Linked DNA regions of Mus musculus: region 1 is linked to region 2. A link is a contact called in public ChIA-PET data. All regions are on one chromosome and are shown on one strand. Each heading gives the region's core, a stretch centred on a gene start, on an enhancer-like site or on the middle of the called end of the contact. The rest is flanking DNA. Distances are from core to core; before and after follow the strand shown. Region 1 overlaps Msrb2 (methionine sulfoxide reductase B2). Region 2 has its middle 20 kb from the start of Carlr.

Region 1 (7,238 bases), core at 3,900-6,399, 570 kb after region 2:
TTTCAAAGCCTCTTTTAAGTCAATCAGCATCTAAAATCTTTCAACAAAGGCTTTTTTTGTTTAGATATGCAGGAAATAGTCTTTAAAAAGTAGATTCGAGAAAGAAGAAAGGAAAACATCTTTTGAAGTCTTGTTTTTCAGAACTTCAAAGATGTTTTCCTTTCTTTTGCATCAACCTTAAATTGGTTTAGAATAAAATATAAATCAAGCCAGCTCTGCGAATCTTCCATTAGGCAGAGCCTCCGCTGTCCTTTGGGCTTTCAGCAGCCTGGCTTTTTGGCCAGCTGGCTGCTAATGTGGGCTGCGTTAGGAAACCAGACCTTCCTTAGAGGACAGGTGTGAGTAAGCTCAATTTCCCTTCATGCTCAGGAGGCCAGGCTGTGGCCCAGGTACATCCAAGATGGTAAGAAACTAGCTGGAAGAGCCCACTGCCAGCCACCAACCCAGGAGTGCCAAGGAAAACCAGAATGAAGTCAGTTCTTACACAGCAATGGTAGAAGAACACACGATTTCCCCTGCCTCATCATAGCGGTGGATGCAAACTTCTGTAATCTCAAGAGCGTGGTGTATGTGCTTGTACATGCATATGTGTGTGCATTTGTGAGTCTCTGTGAGTACAGGAGCCCAAAAAAACCAGAAATGCCCCTGAAGCTGAAGTTACAGGCTATTGTGAGCTGTCTGACATGGTTGCTGCCAACCAAACCTGTGCCCTCTACAAGAGCATCATGTGCTCTTAACCACCAAGCCATCTCTGTATCTCTGAAATCAGGAGATGTGAAGCCTTTTGTCCACCAGCAAGAAGTCAGTTCTCCAGCAGATGGAGGCTGGGGGCATCCTCCATTTTAGTTCAGTACTGACCTTGTCTACTTGGTGACAGAGGCAGATCCCACAGGTGGACAGCTCAGTCCCCATGTCCTATGCTCTACTTCTGATGCAAGCACACTCTCCTGGTTGTGACCCGTGCTTCTGACCAATTAGCTCTTAAACTGGGCTTCCTACACTCTCCTGTGTCCCCTGTTGCTCTTTGAGTAATACACGGAGCTCAGGGAAGCACATTTGCTGGTTTTCTGGAAGGTATCACTATTATTGAAAGATATAGTTGAAGAGAAAAATAGAACAGGTTCAAGGGAAGAATATAGGGTTCCATGCCGTCTCTGGGAAAATTCTAGAAACTCCAGCAGTTCAGTTTCTCAGAAACTCACTAGCTCTGCCCTTTTGGGTCTTATGGAGGCTTCATTCCAAAATCATGAGCTTTCAGCTCCCTTCCCTGAATGTTGGGGCTGGGGCTGGGGCTGGGGCTGGGGCTGGGGCTGGGGCTGGGGCTGGAAGTCCCAACATTCTAATTACACTTTGGTTACAAGGTCCCTTCCTGCATCTAACCAGAGGGCTGCCACCCATCAGTTAAGATATACTACAAATAGATACTGTCCTTTCTAAGATTATAAGAATTTTAGGAGTTGTATGTGACAGAAAATAGCAGAAAGAACCAAACATGCGGTTCACAGAATCGCAGCAGTAAAATGTGAGACTTGGGTTTTAGAACAATTAGCTATTTCTTCACCATCATTTCTGTCACAATGTTAGGAAGACAAGCTTACTTTTGACAGAAGGATGTTGTAATTGTGTAAGACTGCATTCTTACTATGTGGCCCCTGGGCAGGTGTCTTGTTTCTCAAAGTGGAAGATGAGAAGTTGTCCTTGTAAGAAAGCACTCCTAATCTAATCTAATCTAATCTAATCTAATCTAATCTAATCTAATCTAATCTCCAAGGTTCTGTTGACTCAGGATTAGTGTCCTGCTTTCTGTGCATTTCCAGAAGAGGTCTTTCTACTGCCCAGTGGCTCCTCTCCCCTCACCATACAGGCTTACTACTCATAGCATCAAAACTTAGGGGGCCAGAGAGAGCAGTGTGAAGGGGTCTGGATAGCACGGGACTTGCTGTGGTGAAGGACACACTCTTCCTCTACAGATCTCCATAGAAGCTCCAGGTAATAGGCATCCGGAGTACAGTCAGTGTGGCTGAGAAGCTGGACCTGTTATGATTACAGTTTTGGCAAATTGAAGCTCAAGGGGCCACGTGTAGCCAGTGGCTTCTGCATTAACACATGTTAGTTCAAATTAGGAAAGTTATGTGACCAAACCTGAGTCATAGTGAAAGAGCCCAGATCCACAGGCAATCCGAGCAACATCCTGAAAGCGGGTAGTTCACCAAACTGGTAGTTAGTTCAGGAGCCTCCATTATTGCTTCTCTGCTCTTTTAGTTTTCAATATAAGGTTCTCTCTCTCTCTCTCTCTCTCTCTCTCTCTCTCTCTCTCTCTCTCTCTCCTGCCTTTTTAAGAACTTTCGAGTTTTTGCTCCATTTTCTTGCTGATGAAGAAAATAAAAATGTCTCTACCTTCTTGTCTCTACCTACTATAATATGAATATATCCATTTAGATTCCTGTTACTATAATAAGCACAGGAACTAGTTAATTGATAAATAAGTTATTTGACTTACAGCTTTGAAGGTCTCATTTTTTATCGTGGTAAAGCAAAGCCCCAACCGCATGGCGAGGAGCAAAGGAGAGGAAGGGGAAAGAGGCAGACTCCACGGTCTCCGTCAGGCCCACTGACTTATGACTGTGCACTAGGCTCCATGTTTTAATAGTTCCTCTCTTGCCAGTAACACCGAGCCTTTAACACACAGGCTTTAGGGGGCAGTTAACACCAAGTCAAACAAACCACAATAATCATTTCCTTTCTAGAACACACTCTCCTTAAAGAACATTCATTTATAAGAGTGTAGTAAAGGCTGTCTAGGTGTCTGTATGTGTTCCATTGTTGGGTAACTTTGGGTAAGTTTCTTAACACCTCTCTGGCTTGATTTCCTCATTTACCTGTAAAATGAGAATACGATGCACCCAGTTTATAGGGCTGATGGGAGGATTAATTGAGTTATGACTTAATAAATATTAATACGACAGAACGAGGTGTAAAACCTACTAAATACTTAGGACATACTAACAGTGGTATATTTTTAGAGATAACCCCTTACCATTTAAGAGGATAGTGTTAGGAGTATATTCTTGTTTTCTCACCCATATTACCTCTTCATTTCTAGACCTGAGCTGCTTTTGTAGGAAGCAGGGGTGCACAAATGCCATCCCTGCAAACATTTGCATAGCGTCAGGATGAAGTGTTAGAGAAAGCTACCTGTGGACTGGTGGTCATGTTGTTCATGCGCTGGGAGGTGCTCACCCCTACTGTGTGCTGACTTAAGTTCCTTAGGCCTGGATTTCTCCATGAAGCCTCCTTGAGAACATGGACTGCATTTGGCTTTGTTTTCTCTTATAAGTTACTGTGTCAGCACAGAGTTTAGCACGTGGGTGCTTCCTATTGGCCCAAACATTTTATTCAGAGAAGGAGATAAAGCTGATAGGCTGTTTGAGTCCCTTAGCCAATTTTATCTACATACTTCCTGGGATGAATCTGGTTAGTTTTTTTACTGTTGATTTGACATAACCAAGAGCCACCTGGGAAGGAGTTTTAATCACCAGGATCAGATTGACCTGTGGGCATAGTTGTGGAAACTGTCTTGGCTGATGATTGATGTGGGAGGGCCCAGCCCTCTGTTGTCTGTGGGCAGCAGCAGCCTTGGGCAGGTGGTCCTGGGTCGGGTAAGAATAGAGTGTGAGCACAGACAGAACAAGCCATGATCGTTAGTTATCCTTACTCCATAGCGCTGGTTCCAACTTCCTTCAGTGATGGATTGTGACGTGGGAGCTGTAAGATGAAATGAACCTTTTTACTCCCTCTGGTGCTTTTGGTCAGAGACTTTTATCACAGCAACAGAAAAGCCAGATAGAGCGCTATCTCTGAGGAGGACATGTTGAGGCCTTCACGTGCAGAAGCTGTGTCCTGAGGTAGAGGTAGGGTCACTACAGAAAGAATTTGTTAACAGTTGGGTCACAAGGAAATTGAATGTTCCTTTAATCCAATACAACTGGTGTTCTAATAGGAGGAAGGCAAACAAGGCCAAAGAGGAGACCGCCACATGAAACAGACACAAAGGCTGGAGCAATGTCGAGGTTTGCCAGCCATTTCCAGAAGCTAGGCAGAGGAACAGAGCACTTCCTAGGGTCTTCTAGGGGACATGGCGCTGCTGAGATCTTGATTTTGGACTTCAGCCTTCAGAACCATAGAAGCATCCCACCACTTTGTTTTAATGTGTTAGCACCACCCTAGAAAGCTAATGTGATGTGCTCAAAACGTGCTTCTTGACTCGTTAATCCAGAGCATCTTCCCTGCCCTGAGCAGCTCTAGACATGAAGTGAATATCCATGCAGACATCCGTGCAGCCCCGTGGATATGTATAGAATTTAGGATTTTTAGAACTCATCTTTTCTAGAAAAGATTTTCTAATTTTATATTTTAAAATTACTTGTTTATGTATTTGTGTGAGCACGTGAGTACAGAGACCAGAAGAGTGTGTCAAACACCCTGGAGTTCCAGCAGGTTATGAGTGTCTCAGTGAAGGTGCTCTGAGAGACAAGTATGTGTATTAAATCTTGCCCTATGCCCCAGGTTCAGTCCAGCAGAAGCTGTCACCTGCGATGAGGAGCTAAATGTGTCTGTGTGGGAGATGTGGAAACTGACGTTTAGAGTCTGTAAGAAAGTTGCTCAACCTCCTTATGTCAATTTTCTTCCTGTTGCTGAGACAGAACACCAGATATTTTGGGCCAGGCCTCAGGAGGCTGAGAAGTCCGAGGAGATGGTGCCACAACCTCTTGTGTTGGAATGAGGGCTTGGTGCTATTCAAAACAGTGAGAAGGCCAAAGGGTGAGCAAGCACAGTGGAAATAAAACACAAGACCAAAGAGCTTATTTAACAACCAGCTCACTTGTTAGGTAACTCAGCCCTGTGAGAAAGAACTTGAGTATTTCTGCTTAGGACCCGGTCACCTCTCAGCACTGCCTTGTGGCAGTGAACTTTCAACCTGAACTGAAACTACGTTCAGACCCCAAGAGTCACCCTTCTAGTAAGTGCCAGCGCTGAGCGCCAGTGGCAACAGGAAGCAGAAATGCATCTGCACTAAGGCACTGCCTGCCAGACAAGGTTTGCTGTGCGCCCCTCACTTCCGCAGGCCTCTCGGGCTGTCCGTAGTGATATCATTTCCTGGGAGGTACTGAGGCGCAGCAAGGTTAGATGATTTACCCAGGCTCTCACTGCTACCAGCCTTACACTAAGTCACACTTTACTCTCCAGGTCTCTGTACGCCACGCAGACATTGCTTTTTTTTTTTATTTTTTTGTTTTTGTTTTTCTTAAGGCATTTTTTATTAGATATTTTCTTCATTTACATTTCAAATGCTATCCCCAAAGCCCCCTATACCCTCCTCCGCCCTGCTCCCCAACCCACCCACTCCCGCTTCCTGGCCCTGGCATTCCCCTGTACTGGGGCATATGATCTTCGAAAGACCAAGGGCCTCTCCTCCCAATGATGGCTGACTAGGCCATCCTCTAATATATATGCAACTAGAGACACAAGCTCTGGGGGGTACTGGTTAGTTCATATTGTTGTTCCTCCTATAGGGTTGCCGACCCCTTTAGCTTTACCTTAGTGTCTTCACTGTCTGGTGCCAGCGTTCCAAATCCCAGCCCTAGGCAGACACTATCAGACTCCAGGTTCCTCCACAAGCTCCCTTTACAGAGCCTGGTCCCCAGCCATGTCTGAGAGAACTCCCCTTGCCCCCTCATGGTTCTTCTTTGGTGCAGTGAGTGGTACCTGCCTCTTCGCGGAGTGCTCCCCCAGTAGGCTGAGAACTTGAGTGAGGGTTACCAAGTCAACACCACTTTCCAGCTTGCCTGTGCTTTCCTACAAATCCAGACCTAGGATTTTGTTAACCTGAGACTCTGGTGGCACTGGTCTGCCTCCTGCAGTTTCTACTTTTCTTTTTCCCTCCCTCAAGCTGTTTCTGGAAGGGTTTATTAAATTGTGTCGATGCTGGGGTGATGGGGCATATCTACAATCCCAGTGACTGGTATGCTGAGGCAGGAGGATTGAGTTGCCAGACTGGGCCTTACATAAAGAAAAACTATTTCAAGATTATGTATTTTATGGTCATAAGTCTTCTTAAAATAGTAGCATTTGGGAACCCGATATTAGTTTTTTTTTTCTATATTGTGCCCTGATGCCCTGCATGTTCCAAGAAACAAGGTAATGTTCTTTAAAACCTCGTGCATCCTTGTTCGGAAATGAATGCTTCTACAGTTCCATTTAGAATTATCAGTGATTACCCACTGCTTCTGCTGTGGGGGTTGTGGGATTTCCAGAAGTGAGGGAGAAATAAACATGGGAGAACCCCCCCCCCCAAAAAAAAGAACAAAGCTCAGAGTGTATGATGCAGTGTGTCTTCAGTTTGGAAGGAGTGAGCCGTGTAACCTGCTATTCAACTAAATATGTATCTAGTTTGCTTCCATATGTACACCGTTGGTCTTAGATAATGTATCTTAGGCTTTCTATTACTCAGTAAAATCTCCAAGTTTCTGCCAATTCCATCAGTAAAGGTTTATTGTTTCCCATAAAGCCCTTAATGACTTTTTATTAGCTTTAGATTCATTTGTTGGTTTGGAAAAAAAAAAAGCTTTATTGTGTTCATAATTCTCTATCAAAATTCCTTTAATGGTTAGTAGTGCATATAATGCTGGGGGTGGGTGGGAAGAAGATAAGAGGTGCTTAGAATACTGAAGTAGTCAGGTGAATTGGCCTCCCACCCCACCCCCAATGCTAGGGATCTCTGCCTCGTGCATACCAGGCAGGCATCCCAGTGATAAGCTGCAACAGTAATCTCAGGTGAAACCAATTCAAACCTTCAGCTGCCTCAAGCTGGACTCAAGGTTGTTGAAATTCCACTTACGCCTTTTATTGGCAATGTTAACAAAAGATAAAATGACTGACAGCATCTACCCTGATCAGGCATTATTCTAAACATTCGGAGTACCAAAACACCCCAGGGATTCTGCCTAGCAAGCTTGTGAGGCCATCGTGCCTCTGTTGCCGCCCCATCTGCCACGAGCTGCTGGCATCAGAGGATCAAAGAACACCATAAGGGTACAGATGTAATGGGGTCTAGCTTCTATTGAGACCAAGCTATCACTGCAGAGATTTCTCAAAAGGAAGCCCTGACGCTTCCTGGAATATTTCTAGGGGAACAAGGAAGTGCTAAAGCTTGAAGCCCAGACCTTCTGCTTGCTAAG
Region 2 (6,961 bases), core at 1,830-4,329:
ACCTCCCATCTCATCCCTGCTTGTGATGTTTTCTCCTGGTTCCCAGAGACTCCTAGATAAAGTACATTCTCCGCAGACACATGAGATTTCCGTTAGTAATCTGATTACTTGGAGTCAAATTTCCATACAAAATCTGCTCTGATGTTCCGTGTACATTTCAGTAAGTCCTAGCAGATGCAGTCATCCATGGAACTTTCACCCCAGATTCAGAGTATAGAGATTTTCACCCATGTTCCTTTGATTTCTCCTCTCTTCTCTTGTCTCCAGCCCTGGTTGACTATTGATCTGCTCTGGGTCTTTGTAATCTTGCCATTGTTTTGGCCAAGAATTTCATACAATGGAACCACAGTGTATGAAGCCAGGATTCTTTTGTTGTGCCATAATCTTTTGATAATTATGCATGATTTGTCTAATGAGAAGTGGTTTTTTGTTTTGTTGTTTTTGGTCTTTGTTTGTTTGTTTGTTTGTTTGTTTTTGGCTGAGTAGTATTCTACTCTGTGGCCATAAAGCAACTCTTGTGCTTCAGATGACAGGCAGCAGGGTTATTTCCTGTGTCTTTGCTATTTAAAGCTAAGAACACGCCTGTGTATGTCTCTCTGTGAGCATGTGTTTTAAATCCTCTGCTAAGCACCTACTAGGACTTCTGCGTCATAGGCAAATGTGTATTTGACTTTATAAGAATCTTGCAAATGGTTCCCCAGGGTGACTGTACCATTGCTCAGTCTCCCCACCAGTGACTGCAGTGATTGAACATTTCAGCCGTGCGGCGGCGTCCTCACCAACATGTGCTGTTTCCAAAGGTTGAATTTTAGCCACTCTGTGGATTGCACAAGATTTTTGGAATCTGTCAAAAACCATATTGGCCTTTACTCCAGATGGCCCCTGTTCTGATTGTGTGGATTCGCGCTGCTCCCTCAAGGGGGCAGCCTCCCAGTGAGTTCCTGCCCACCCCAGGCCAAACTGGTCCCTAGCACCCGTTTCTAGTCTGTCATTTTTATGTGGTCCCTTCCATTTTCTTCTCTCCCTCTCTCTTTCTCTGACTTCTTTCAACTCCAAGTTTAGAAAGTAGAAGAATGAAGTGTTTACATGTTTGAGTCCCAACACCTAGCACTGAGCGTAAAATTGTTTACTGGCAAAATGAAGGCATGAATCTTAAGACCTGACATGGTTTCCAGTTGATGAGGCTCATGGTCTCCTATAACATGCCTCAGCCTTCCTTCAAGGTGGTGTGATTGCTCTCTCTCTCTCTCTCTGAAGGAATCTTGACTTGCATTTGGAAGAAAAACAGTGGCACATATTGCTCCAGACTGTGGAATGGCAGAACTGTCCTTCCTTCCTTCCTTCCTTCCTTCCTTCCTTCCTTCCTTCCTTCCTTCCTTCCTTCCAAAGTACTTCAAAGCCTCACTATATGCAAGGGCTCTGGCTAGACTCTGAGGTCGGGGCAGAGTCATTTAGTTATGTCTGTTTAATGAGGTAGTAAAGGGGATGAGGTCAGCATTATAGGGAAAGATTCTGACAGACAAATGCGGGTGACGACAGGGAACTATGGCAGCTCTGAAGCTGCCACAGACACCTGCAGTAGTAGCTGGGTGGGCTGCCTGTGATCCCACACCTCCTCCAGCAGCTGACCGACCTGTGCTCCCGAAGATTGTTTCCTCGAGTGTTTGTCAATAGCTTGACTCTATTTCTGATGTTGTATGGTCTTCTCAGACTTGACTTCTTTCTCTCCTCCCAGGCCCTCATCAGTGGATTGAGCAAAGCTGTGGCAGAGCAAATCCAGGTTTATGCACCACATTAGTTATCCAACAGACAAAGAAACATCTGCGCCACACTAGTTATCCAACAAAGAAAAATCCACACCACACTAGTTATCCAACAGACAAAGAAACATCCACACAGGGCCGGGGAGGCAGCTCCGTGGTTAAAGCACTTGCCTGGCACGCATGAGGACCTCAGATCCTCGGAACCAATGAAAATATTGAATCTGGAGGCCCATCTGAAAATTTAGCCTCTTGTAGTTAAGACGGAGGCTTCCTGAAAGCAATCTGGCTAGCAGGACCAGCCATGTCTAAGAGCTCCAAGTTTGATTGAAGGAACCTTCCTGCCTCAAAGAAAAATGTGGAAAAGCAACTGAGGGTGATTCTAGACATGAACCTCAGGCCTCTAGATCCATGTGAACATATGTGAACATTTACTGCCCCCACACGTGCAAAACATGCATGTGTACAGACAGACACACACACACACACACACACACACACACACACACACACACACACATGAATATTGGGGGACAGGAATAAGAAGACTCAATCAGTAGAGTGACCCAGGAGGAACCTAGGGAAGGCTTAGTGGACAGAGGGCTTAGAAGAATATAGCTCCGCCCATTCAAGGCTACTCTCTGTGAGCAAAGCCTCACTCAGAGGCTCACAGGTTCCTTGAAAGAAGTGGTGGGAGCCCCTTTGGACTGGGTTCCAAGATGGTGTGAGTCGAAGGGTGGGTCCTTCTGAGAACAGGAATGCTGCCTTGTACATTAATGCATTTTGATACACCCTCACAAGGCGCACACAGCCTTCCTCCTCAAACCCGCCATATCTGCAGGGAATAATCACTGTCACATAGTACAGCAAGAAATCCCGACCTCATGTTCCTCTGTCCAAAACCTGTGGGGAAGAAAAGCAAGGCTAGTCTACCACTTGTTCACACAGCCTTACACAGCGTGTAGCTGCTGGGGACAAGGAAGTGAAGGCCAAGCGGCCCCCAGCCTCTCTGACCCCAGCGGTTGTCACCATTGTCCATTGCTTATAAATTGTCAGAACAAACAGAAAACGTGAACTCAGACGACCTTGAGGAAGCCACAATTCAGGAAGGAGTCCGTGAGCCCTGGTCAGAAGCCTGTGCTTGGAGCAGCCTGGGTCCTCCCGGGTTGAGGTTCCCCCTGTGGCCTCAGCCCCTGTGTGGTGCTTATTGGAAAGTCTTGCCTTTCCCTTCACTTCCTCTCTCTCCTGTCTTCACCCTGAATGGGAAACAGCTGGCCAGCCTCCATCTTCCTTGAAGGTGGTTATTGAGTTCTGCCCGGTTTCGGTTTCATTTTCCTTCCGTATGCATTGTGCTTTGTCACTTACCAGGCGTCTAAGGTGCCGTGCAAGCAGGAAAACTCATTACTGCCACAATGACTGCTGCCTCTGTGCCTTCCAGGAGGCACGAGGCCTGTGGGCTGTAAGGCAATGAATACAACTAAAGGAGAGAAGAGGCGCATGCAGGGCGGGGGAGGGCAGGAGAGATTATATGGAAATGATTGCTTTTTTCAGCAAATCTGACGCTTGCCCTGACAGGAAGTGATTGAGAAAGTGGACACTGGTGGGCTAATTAGCCACTTGGGGAAAGTTAGACAGTATTTTTGTGCATGGCAAGAGGGATTTCCTCAGAAGTGGTCCCAGATCTGAGAAGTTGACTCCAGGGCAAGGCAGGTGCAGAGAGCAGCAAGACCCTGGAAGGGAAGCCTGACCTGCAGAGTAGGTGTCATGAAATATGACAAAGGCGAACCAGGGCAGTCAGAGGTCCCGGTGGGATCAATGACAATGTCAGGCCTTGCAGAAAGGCCTGGAGAAACGGTGAGGAAAGAACACTTACACATGTAGTCCACGCTTAATAAAAGAGTAATTCCAATGACATTGGATTAATAAATATCACTTCGAGAGATCGCTGCACCCAAGTTTAAGACGGAAAGAATATAAACTAAGGTAAACAGAGAAGAGAGAGAGGAGATGGGTTACTGGACGGGGAAATGCCAGTTTGTTTGTACCAGATCATTTCAGCTGTCCAAACCCACTGTCACCTGGACAGTAAAGACGTTGCTGCCTTTTGGCAGCTCCATAGACTTTTTTTTTTCTTTAAAAAGGCTTCTTTTGCAAAGTTGATTTTAACATAAGTCTTGAGCAAGCTTAACATGTAAAACCCCACTCAGGGCCAGTGCAGTTACGTTAGGGTTTTAATTTTCCCTTGCAGGCAGAATTTCTCTCTCTGCTGGTTACTGTACACGCCTGCCAAGAGCATAAAAGAGCCATCATGGGAAAGTGTTTCCAATGCTGGGAGCCAATCCAGGCCTGTCCCGGAGGCTGGTGGCCAATCAATGTGAGTGAGGACAGCTGAGGGGAGACGAATGTTCCTAGGCTTCTCGGGGGGTTGACAGCACCTCTGTGCATGACGGCTACTGCTGGAAAGACAAGTTTGTGGTGGTTTCCAGCGAGGTTTATCTTCGGAATCCGTTAGAGATTGTTTTCTGCCAGCAGGGATAAGCTCAAACTCAACCTTGGAGCTCAGAATGATGGTATGGACGCTGGCTCCTTTTTATACACCACCCAAGCCATCCTGACACCCCCCCCTTCAGAAACAGGAATTCCAGAAATGGGGGTGCAAGAAAGGAATGCAAGGGGTGCTTTATAGTAAATAGTATCTTTGCCTCCTTACCAGCCTCCCACCCCACCCCCTTCATACTGCTCTTGTGGTATTTAGAGTAACACCAGGCTGTCCTGAGTTGACAACTGCATTTGTATCCTGTGGTCTGGGCTGTATATTCAGGATAGATAAGATAGGAAAGAAAGACAAGGATTCTGAAGTCCCTCGAGATCATTCTGCTCACAAAAGCTTTTGTTTAGCTCCTGGCCCCGTTCAAAGGACAGTAGACTTAGAGGTTTCTATGCAAATGTGTCCTTTCCCCATTAAGAAAAGTGACCTTTATGGTAATATTGGAATAGCAACATCAATTCCTGGGTTAATAAGACTCTCTGGCCTAAAGGGAGGGTGTTCTAGCAGGAGGTAGAAACAGGGACGGGGCATTGCAACCTGTCCCTCCAGGGAAAGGATTTTCACAGTTAGGAAACCCTTTACTTTTGTCTGTCCCACTTGCTTATAAATCAGGGAACTCACTATTCAAGAGAGCTATGAGGAACTTTTAGTAATAGTTTCACATAGACCTGGGCATGGGGGCACTTGGGAGGCAGAGGCAGATGGATCTCTGTGAATTTGAAGCCAGTCTGGTCTACAAAGCAAGTTCCAGGACAGCCAGAGCTATGCAGACAAACCTTGCCTCAAAACAAAACAAAACAAAACAAAACAAAAGTTTCACATAAAAGTAATAGAGCTTGTTAAAGTACTAACAAAGCATAAAGGGTTATCACACAGGACACAGAAAAATTTAAGCCAGAGGCCAGGGACATGCGTGTTGATAAAAATCAACAGTAAACACAGATAGTAGTTATTGTTCATTAGCAAGAATATCCTTGCTAAAGTTGCAGCCTACACAACAAACACAAGAAAAAACTTTCTTGGAGGTGTGTTTAGATTCTTATCAAAGAGGCTTACCATGTGTGGATATTCCAAGTCATCACTAGGAGGTTAAAAACAGTGAGTTTCGGAATCTTGTCTTTGCTACATTGTGGGTTCTTCTTTTTTACCCCATCACCAGATAGGAAAGAAAGAAGGATAGAGGGGAGGGAGGGGAAGAGGGAAAGGGAGGGAAGGGGAGATGTCTAAATCTAATTTATTTTTGTTTCTTCTTTGAGCACAACTACTACCCCCCCCCCCCCCCAATGACCAACAACCACTCAGCTCACCAAATGGGACATTTGTACCTTCTGAAAAGTTCTCAGAATTTGAAACATCTTGAAATCACAGAAACTCTCAGTAGCTGGCAAAACTACGCCTCAGCGAGGGCAGGAGGCAAATTATAGTTGGCTGCTTCGAAGCAGCCCCCAGTCCCCACACCTGGGATTAAAACAAAAAAAAAATGTGTTTTCTCTCTCTCTCTCTCTCTCTCTCTCTCTCTCTCTCTCTCTCTCTCTCTCTCTCTGTGTGTGTGTGTGTGTGTGTGTGTTTTAAAGACATCAAAATTCCAGAATTCTCACTATGTTTCCTGTGATTAATTCCTCTTTCCAAACTCATCATGGTTATTAATCTGACTGGCCATACTGCTTTGCATTTCCAACATGCCTGAAAAATACAACTTGAATAGTAAGTATGGAGAGAGAGTGTACGGACTGAGGAAAGAAAGTGAGCACACACTGATGTGTAACTTGAAATCCCTGGCAAGGAACGGGAAGGAGTGTGGACGGACGGTTTTTAGTGAGGCTGAAATTTCCAAGACTTAAGTCAATTAAAAATAAACAAATCTGTTAATGGAAGAGGGCATCATCCTGAGTGAGGTAACACATTTACAAAGGAACTCACACAATATGTACTCACTGATAAGTGGATATTAGCCCAAAACCTAAGATACCCAAGATATAAGATACAATTTCCTAAACACATGAAACTCAAGAAAAATGAAGACTGAAGTGTGAACACTATGCCCCTCCTTAGAAGTGGGAACAAAACACCCTTGGAAGGAGTTACAGAGACAAAGTTTGGAGCTGAGATAAAAGGATGGACCATGTAGACACTAGCATATCCGGGGATCCATCCCATAATCAGCTTCCAAATGCTGACACCATTGCATACACTAGCAAGATTATGCTGAAAGGACCCTGATATAGCTGTCTCTTGTCAGAGTATGCCTGGGCCTAGCAAACATAGAAGTGGATGCTCACAGTCGGCTATTGGATGGATCACATGGCCCCCAATGAAGGAGCTAGAGAAAGTACCAAAGAAGCTAAAGGGATCTGCAACCCTATAGGTGGAACAACATTATGAACTAACCAGTACCCCGGAGCTCTTGACTCTAGCTGCATATGCATCAAAAGATGGCCTAGTCGGCCATCACTGGAAAGAGAGGCCCATTGGACACGCAAACTTTATATGCCCCAGTACAGGGGAACGCCAGGGCCATAAAAGGGGAGTGGGTGGGTAGGGGAGAGGGGGTGGGTGGCTATGGGGGACTTTTGGTATAGCATTGCAAATGTAAATGAGCGAAATACCTAATAAAAAATGGAAAAAAAAAATAAAGTTTAAGACTGACCAAAAA

Evidence for each region. ChIA-PET counts read pairs in DNA pulled down with a chosen protein or histone mark.
Region 1: an RNA polymerase II ChIA-PET map of effector CD8 T cells shows a contact between it and region 2, with 7 read pairs. The contact joins two enhancer-like sites. A contact is called at or near these places in 1 of 15 datasets of contacts at CTCF or cohesin (large pre-B cells), 1 of 484 Hi-C or Micro-C datasets (bone marrow-derived macrophages), 5 of 115 datasets of contacts at active chromatin or transcription factors (bone marrow-derived macrophages, effector CD8 T cells, embryonic stem cells and 1 more) and 3 of 9 other capture datasets (adipose tissue, embryonic stem cells and liver).

The regions. Positions count from the first base shown.
Region 1 is chr2:19,383,847-19,391,084 of GRCm38.p6, forward strand. All of the region lies in intron 3 of Msrb2 (methionine sulfoxide reductase B2), which reads left to right. Among named protein-coding and RNA genes, the nearest start is that of Msrb2, 16 kb to the left of the region's middle. Within about 2 kb of position 5,150, at least 127 of the 459 cell types and tissues checked have an H3K27ac peak or open chromatin away from gene starts, as enhancers often do. A contact at or near this core is called in bone marrow-derived macrophages and effector CD8 T cells, where this site is marked.
Region 2 is chr2:18,818,807-18,825,767 of GRCm38.p6, forward strand. No RefSeq gene overlaps it. Among named protein-coding and RNA genes, the nearest start is that of Carlr, 20 kb to the left of the region's middle. Within about 2 kb of position 3,080, at least 248 of the 459 cell types and tissues checked have an H3K27ac peak or open chromatin away from gene starts, as enhancers often do. A contact at or near this core is called in bone marrow-derived macrophages and effector CD8 T cells, where this site is marked.